2 separate regions of the Mus musculus genome follow, and region 2 is linked to region 1. Evidence: chromatin contacts called from public HiChIP or PLAC-seq data. All regions are on one chromosome and are shown on one strand. Each heading gives the region's core, a stretch centred on a gene start, on an enhancer-like site or on the middle of the called end of the contact. The rest is flanking DNA. Distances are from core to core; before and after follow the strand shown.

Region 1 (2,922 bases), core at 186-2,685:
ATTTATCTATATTTTCTAATTTATAGTCATTCTGAAATTAATGTTTGTGTTGGCTTCCACTGTAATGAACACCAAAGAGTTTGTCAAGCTTGGACAAGGACATCTTTCACCAGCCATTTATAGACCTCATCTCCAATCCAAAGTCAATTTGAATAGTTCCATATTTGCATCTTATAAATGAGGTAAATGAGAACTTGGAAGATAAGGTAAATTTTCTGAATGGAACAAAGTTACTGGCCAGTTTAGTTTAGAAGTTTAAAGTCCTTTGACCTCTTAGCTTCCGTAATCTTTACACTAATCAACCTTCCAGTAAATTCTGATACCTGCTGGCTAATGGGGTTTCAATATTGCTTTTGTTTTTGTTTTGTTTCAGGGATACAGGGGTTGAGGGAATGGGTGAGGAAGGACAGGAGAGGATCTGGGAACATTGGGTGTAGTCTTGGATTTTTTTCCACAACTTACTTTATTTGGGGTTCTTAAACAATTCTACATCCCTCTAACCCACCAACCAGAGGTAGGGGAAAAACAAGGTTAATAAGTAAAGGTTGTTGGGGACCAGTTTAGAAGTAGTTCCTTGGGGCTATGCTACTCTTCATGGTCAAGATACCAGCAGTTCTGTTCAGTAGTAAACACCAAACACCAATCAATAGTGGCAGCAGCCTGATTCAGCAGAAACAGCAAGGTTCTGCTGAGTCTGAATGAGTCAGCAAAAGCTGTCAGAATTAGCCAGAATGCCCCGAGAAGTTCTTTTGTGCATATGCTTTCTATGAAGTGAAGACCAGTAAAGACCAACAAAGACCATCAAAGACCAATGAAGCACTGTACCGCAGAGCAATGCAATAGCATCCTCTCACTGTTTATGGGGTTCCATTTATATTCTTTCTAAACATCACATGCCTTCTCAAGTGTCTGATTTCAGCAAAATATCACATGCCTTCTCACAAGACACTTTCCAGAAAAACATCATGTGACACAACTGAATTGATAAAGAAACCAGAAATTTCTACTTCACTGGGAGAAGAGAAAGTAGGATCAAAATATATTGTATGAAAAAAATTAATAAAATAAAACAAATAACTTGCAATAGAGTGGGACTTGAGTCTGTCTTTGGCCTTTTCTCTTTCTCTGTTCTGAAATACAATACAGGGCTCAGGGATACCTGGAGATCCCATGCCAATTTCTCAGGGGAGATCCCATCCCTCTGAGAAAGCACAACACACAACTGATCTGGATAAAAGGGGACGGAAAGAGAGCAAGGACCTGGAGAAGGGGTAGAGGCAGGCAGACAGGAGCAGAGCCAGAGGGCAGAGAAAGAGAAGTGAGGCAGAGAAGGACAGAAAAGAAGGACAGAAAGGGCAAGAGAGAAATGGCCAGGAACACTTGGGAACAGAGAAAGAGAACTGGAGTAGGAAACAGTCCTTGTATATGCTGCCCACACCTGGCAGTGGCAGGTGATTGCAGCTGATGATGATGCAATCCATTGCTAGGACCCTGGGAAGAGCCTAGTGGAATGTTGTGTAAGCCAACACTCTACCTCGTATCCCATCTCTTCTCCCTTCTCTGCTTTTGCCTTCAAAGTGTCGTTGAGTTGGCCTGTGATATGTTATTCTCCACCAGTAATATGAGCCAACTCAAGTCAGATTAATGTACATAAAGGCAGGTTTATTGTGAATTCACTTTCAGGCTGGCTGAAAGACAAAGACAGGGAAAAGAGGCAAAGAAAGAAATAAAGTGTGAATGGAGAGAGAGAGGGAGAGGGAGAGGGGGGGAGAGAGAGGGAGAGAGAACAAAATTTCTATATTATATAGGGAAAAGTTTCAGAAGGAGTGGAAGCCAAGCCCCTGGGCTGAAGAGTTCAGGGTTATGGGCAGGGTATTCCAGGTAAGGACTAAAGGATGCTGGGAAAACCTGGAGCCCAGGTCTACTTTGGTACATTAAATATGTACTTCAGATATTTATCCATATCGGAAATCCAACATCCAGTATGTATAATCAGTAATGTATCTAATCACAAAAGAATTAGGAATGAAGTTACATTACTTAGAGTAAATACTACATGTTCTTACTTTATCTTATATGTTCTATTGTGCCTCAGATTATCTCATTCTAAAACTGCCAATTTTACTTAGGAAATTATTATCTATTTCTCTTTTCTTTTTTTATTATCAGGAGTGTTCATTTTCTAGGTGTCCAACTTAAAGTATCTTCATGTCATTCACAACTCTTTCTCATATCACCGTTATACAACATGCACACACAACTGCTTACCAAATTCAATCATCACTCCTATCTAAAATGACAGTCTAACTGTTAAGTTGGTTTCACAGACCTATTAAAAAATCTAATAGACAATCATTCCCTACAGTGCATTGATACACAAATGTACATAGGGTTTCACAGAGGTCATAGATACCATGAAACAGAGCCTCACTCCCCAGACTCAAAACCTTTCTCTTCATTGAGCATTTTCTCCTTCTGTGTCAGATGTTGCCACCCTTTCTGTCATCTTTTATCTGCTCTTCCTTTTGTCTCAAGTATATTTATTAAGAAGATTTAAATATAAACATTCTAGAAGAAACCTCGGAGCATTCCAAGCCCTGGACATGGCACCTTGCAGTCAGCACACAATCTGCAAAGAATTACATATGCCCTATGTGTCTCTTCCCAGCTCAGTCCAGTGATCTCAGATGGGCAGATTGGTTTGAAGTCTCTATAGTGAAGGACTGTAAACCAAACTGATTTCTATTATATAAAATTTACCAGCACAATACTGCCTGTATTTTCAAAGGCTCATGTTTCACATGGCCTAAAGTCAAGTTTTACAGCATGTACAACCTCTATAATCTATCCTTAAACTTCATGTCTAGCTCATTTTGCACCTTTCTCTGTGGACTGTATACCATAGTCCCATAATTCAGAAGC
Region 2 (2,922 bases), core at 316-2,815, 79 kb after region 1:
GGTGTGAGAGACGCCAGTGGTTAGGAGAAGTGAGGTCAGGTGACATGCAGACAGGAAAAGGAGTTATGCCCGGGCCTAGCTCAGCACAGAGCAGGTTTACTGGCACGGTCAGAAGCCTGGCTTGATAACATAAAATAAAAGTACATATTTATTCATTATATTTTAGAATTCAAAGTATAAAATTCACACACACATACACACACACACACATGATGCAAAATATTTCCCTAGTGTGTCCAAGGCTTTGGGTTCAATCCCCATACCAGGAAAAAAAAAAGTGTTAACATTTAGAAATAGAAGTGAAGTTAAAGACACGAGGCTATAAGAAGATAGTTCTAGTGTGTTGATGATGCTGTTTCCATGTGATTATTGCAAACATGGTTCTTCTGTTTTACAATCTTTTTATGTGTTTGTTTGGTTTGAGACAGAATCTCACTGTGTATCTCTGGCTACAGGGAACTCACTATACAGACAAATCTGGCCTTGAACTCAGACTGCCTTTGCTTCCCAAATCCTTTGCAAGTGTGCTTCTTTAGAAGTTGAATTACAAAGTAAGGAATTTCATTTCTCTAATAATGCATGCATTTTATTTCTACTCTTGACTGTCCATCCTTATATTAACTTTATTTTGCTACTTTGGACATATAAACTTGCACTTTTACACTGCATTTAAATATTGTTAGGTTCCTTTTCTGAAATTGTCAGTATCTTTAAACTTCGGAGCCCAACAGCGTCCATAGTCCCTCCAGATCAAACATTGAAATATACATTAATATCTATTTTTTTTCTCATCATTGCTACTTATTTCCCTGGAGTCGTTTTAATGATCTTAAGCTTATACTGGTATTAGAAATGCTGATGGACTTTTGCCAGGCTCCCCAGACATCCTCTGAATTTGGCTGCAAGTTTTTGCCTTATGGGACAAGTTTGAATCCTGTGAATCAAATTTTAATTAAAATAAATTACTTTGACTGCATGGTTTCTGGTGTTTTTAGTTGTGTGGTTTTAATTATTCATTTTAAGTAAAGATCTGAGATGAGGAAAAAAACAGCAAAGACAAGAGTTGGTTTTTTGTTGTTGTTGTTGTTGTTGTTGTTGTTTTCTTAAAACAAAATGTACATGAAAGAAACAGGTAGGAGTCAAAGATAACCAAGCTCATGATACTCTGGTTAGATTGATGTTAAGTAAGGAAGTTTTACATTATAAATAAATATGACTACTTCTTTTTCCTGAAAATCAGTAAAGGAAAGGAAATTGCCCCCATCTTCCAGTCCTAGCATCTACTAAAAGCAGAGAGCAAAAAATATACAACCATCTGTGTGTTCTTATGAGAGGATTAACAGGCGTGCTAGAGCCTCCAGTGAGATATCCAGAGCTCAGGGCTGGGGGCAGATGACACAGATACTTTACTCACAAGATTCCGTGGTTCCTGCCCACCCATCCCAGGAAAGAGAAACGAAAGACTATCGGAAGAAAAGGAATAGGAGTTTGAAGACATGTGGTGTGCCTCTACCAAACGATCCAGGAATTCTAGAGAACTGTTAAGTTCTGGGACTAACACCATGGGCTCCTGACTCAGCAACAGCCTCACTCAGTTCAGTGCAGCCACAAATTCTGGTGCAGTTCGTGTGTGCTGGGTTAATGTGTTTCTTGAACCTGAATTAGAGCTGTGCTCCTGATACGTTTCTATACTTCATTGTAATAACTAGCAAAGTAGAAGCCGTTTAATAACTGGTAGTGCTCCCAATACTGAAGGGTGATCTCAGAGAGAGCAATTTCAGATCTATGTTGAGCCTGGTCAGTGCAAAGGGGAGCATGAAAAGTCTACGTCTAGTCTCATAAACCAAACCAAGTCTTTATTGAAAATGGTTAGGCATACAGAATTTTTGGAGAAAATAAATAAGTCATGGATAGTAAATACGTGATCACTTCAAGGGTATTTTGATACAAGTTTAGAAGGGTCGTAGAATGTAGCTGCCTGGGGCCACATGAACTGGGTTCCCCTGAAAGGCGGGCTGGGGCTGAAAGAGATCAGACGGTGAGAAAAGAATGAGGTCAAGACAAATCTTTCTGTTCAAAGCCTCTGAAGTTTACTGAGAGTCCGTGCTTATAAGAGGCCCATCCCCCGCCAGCCCATTCTCGGTGCCTGGAGCAAGGCAGTAGGCGATCTACAGGGTGTGTCTCCGGAACGTCTCAAGGACCTTTCAGCAGAAAGCAGAGTCTTGGAGAAGAGCAAATAGAGCCATCAAGGTCAGAAGGCTCTACCCTAGGTAATCTCCTTCTTAGTGGCAGCAAGGTCAAAGTCTGGATCAGCCTGCTTCAAGGCTGAGGGAGGCTACAGTAGAATTTATACTATTAAGAGGAATTTCTTGTGTTAAATCAGATGAGTAAGAATTTAGAGCTTTTGAAGTAGTCTCCATCCTTTGTTTTTCTGATTATGTCTATCTGCTTGTCTCTGTTCTCTGTTCTATCTATCCATCCACCCATCCATCCACCCATCCACCCATCCACCCATCCACCCATCCACCCATCCATCCATCCATCCACCTAGCTATCTTACAGAAAACTGGAGATAAGCCCTGCTGTGGATCTCCCTTCAAATAGCGTGCCTTTTGAGAAAGAGAAGAGCTTTAGTGGAAAGCATAACAATTGGCTAGAGGGCCTGATCTACTGGCATCTCGGGTGATCTTTTAGCTCACCACAGTTATAAGCAGGAAAGTATACCAGGCCCCAGGAGAAATGGTAGAAATTACTAGTGCCATTTGAAAGTGAGAAAGACAAGACAATCCATCTGACTGACTTGCCCTTTAAATCTCCCATTTGTTTAATATGAAGATGAATGGGTTCTGCAGATTCACTGTGTCTGTTACAGTCCAAAACAAGTTTGTGCCAACTACAGATGTCCAGGGTATGGCATTGTTT

What was found. HiChIP or PLAC-seq counts read pairs in DNA pulled down with a chosen protein or histone mark.
Region 2: an H3K27ac HiChIP or PLAC-seq map of embryonic stem cells shows a contact between it and region 1, with 11 read pairs. The contact joins two enhancer-like sites. A contact is called at or near these places in 30 of 484 Hi-C or Micro-C datasets (the AML12 cell line, the Patski cell line, bone marrow-derived macrophages and 8 more) and 6 of 115 datasets of contacts at active chromatin or transcription factors (all in embryonic stem cells).

What each region holds. Positions count from the first base shown.
Region 1 is chr15:41,328,831-41,331,752 of GRCm38.p6, forward strand. No RefSeq gene overlaps it. Among named protein-coding and RNA genes, the nearest start is that of Gm41312, 13 kb to the left of the region's middle. Within about 2 kb of position 1,436, at least 18 of the 459 cell types and tissues checked have an H3K27ac peak or open chromatin away from gene starts, as enhancers often do. A contact at or near this core is called in embryonic stem cells, where this site is marked.
Region 2 is chr15:41,407,391-41,410,312 of GRCm38.p6, forward strand. No RefSeq gene overlaps it. Among named protein-coding and RNA genes, the nearest start is that of Oxr1, 39 kb to the right of the region's middle. Within about 2 kb of position 1,566, at least 7 of the 459 cell types and tissues checked have an H3K27ac peak or open chromatin away from gene starts, as enhancers often do. A contact at or near this core is called in embryonic stem cells, where this site is marked.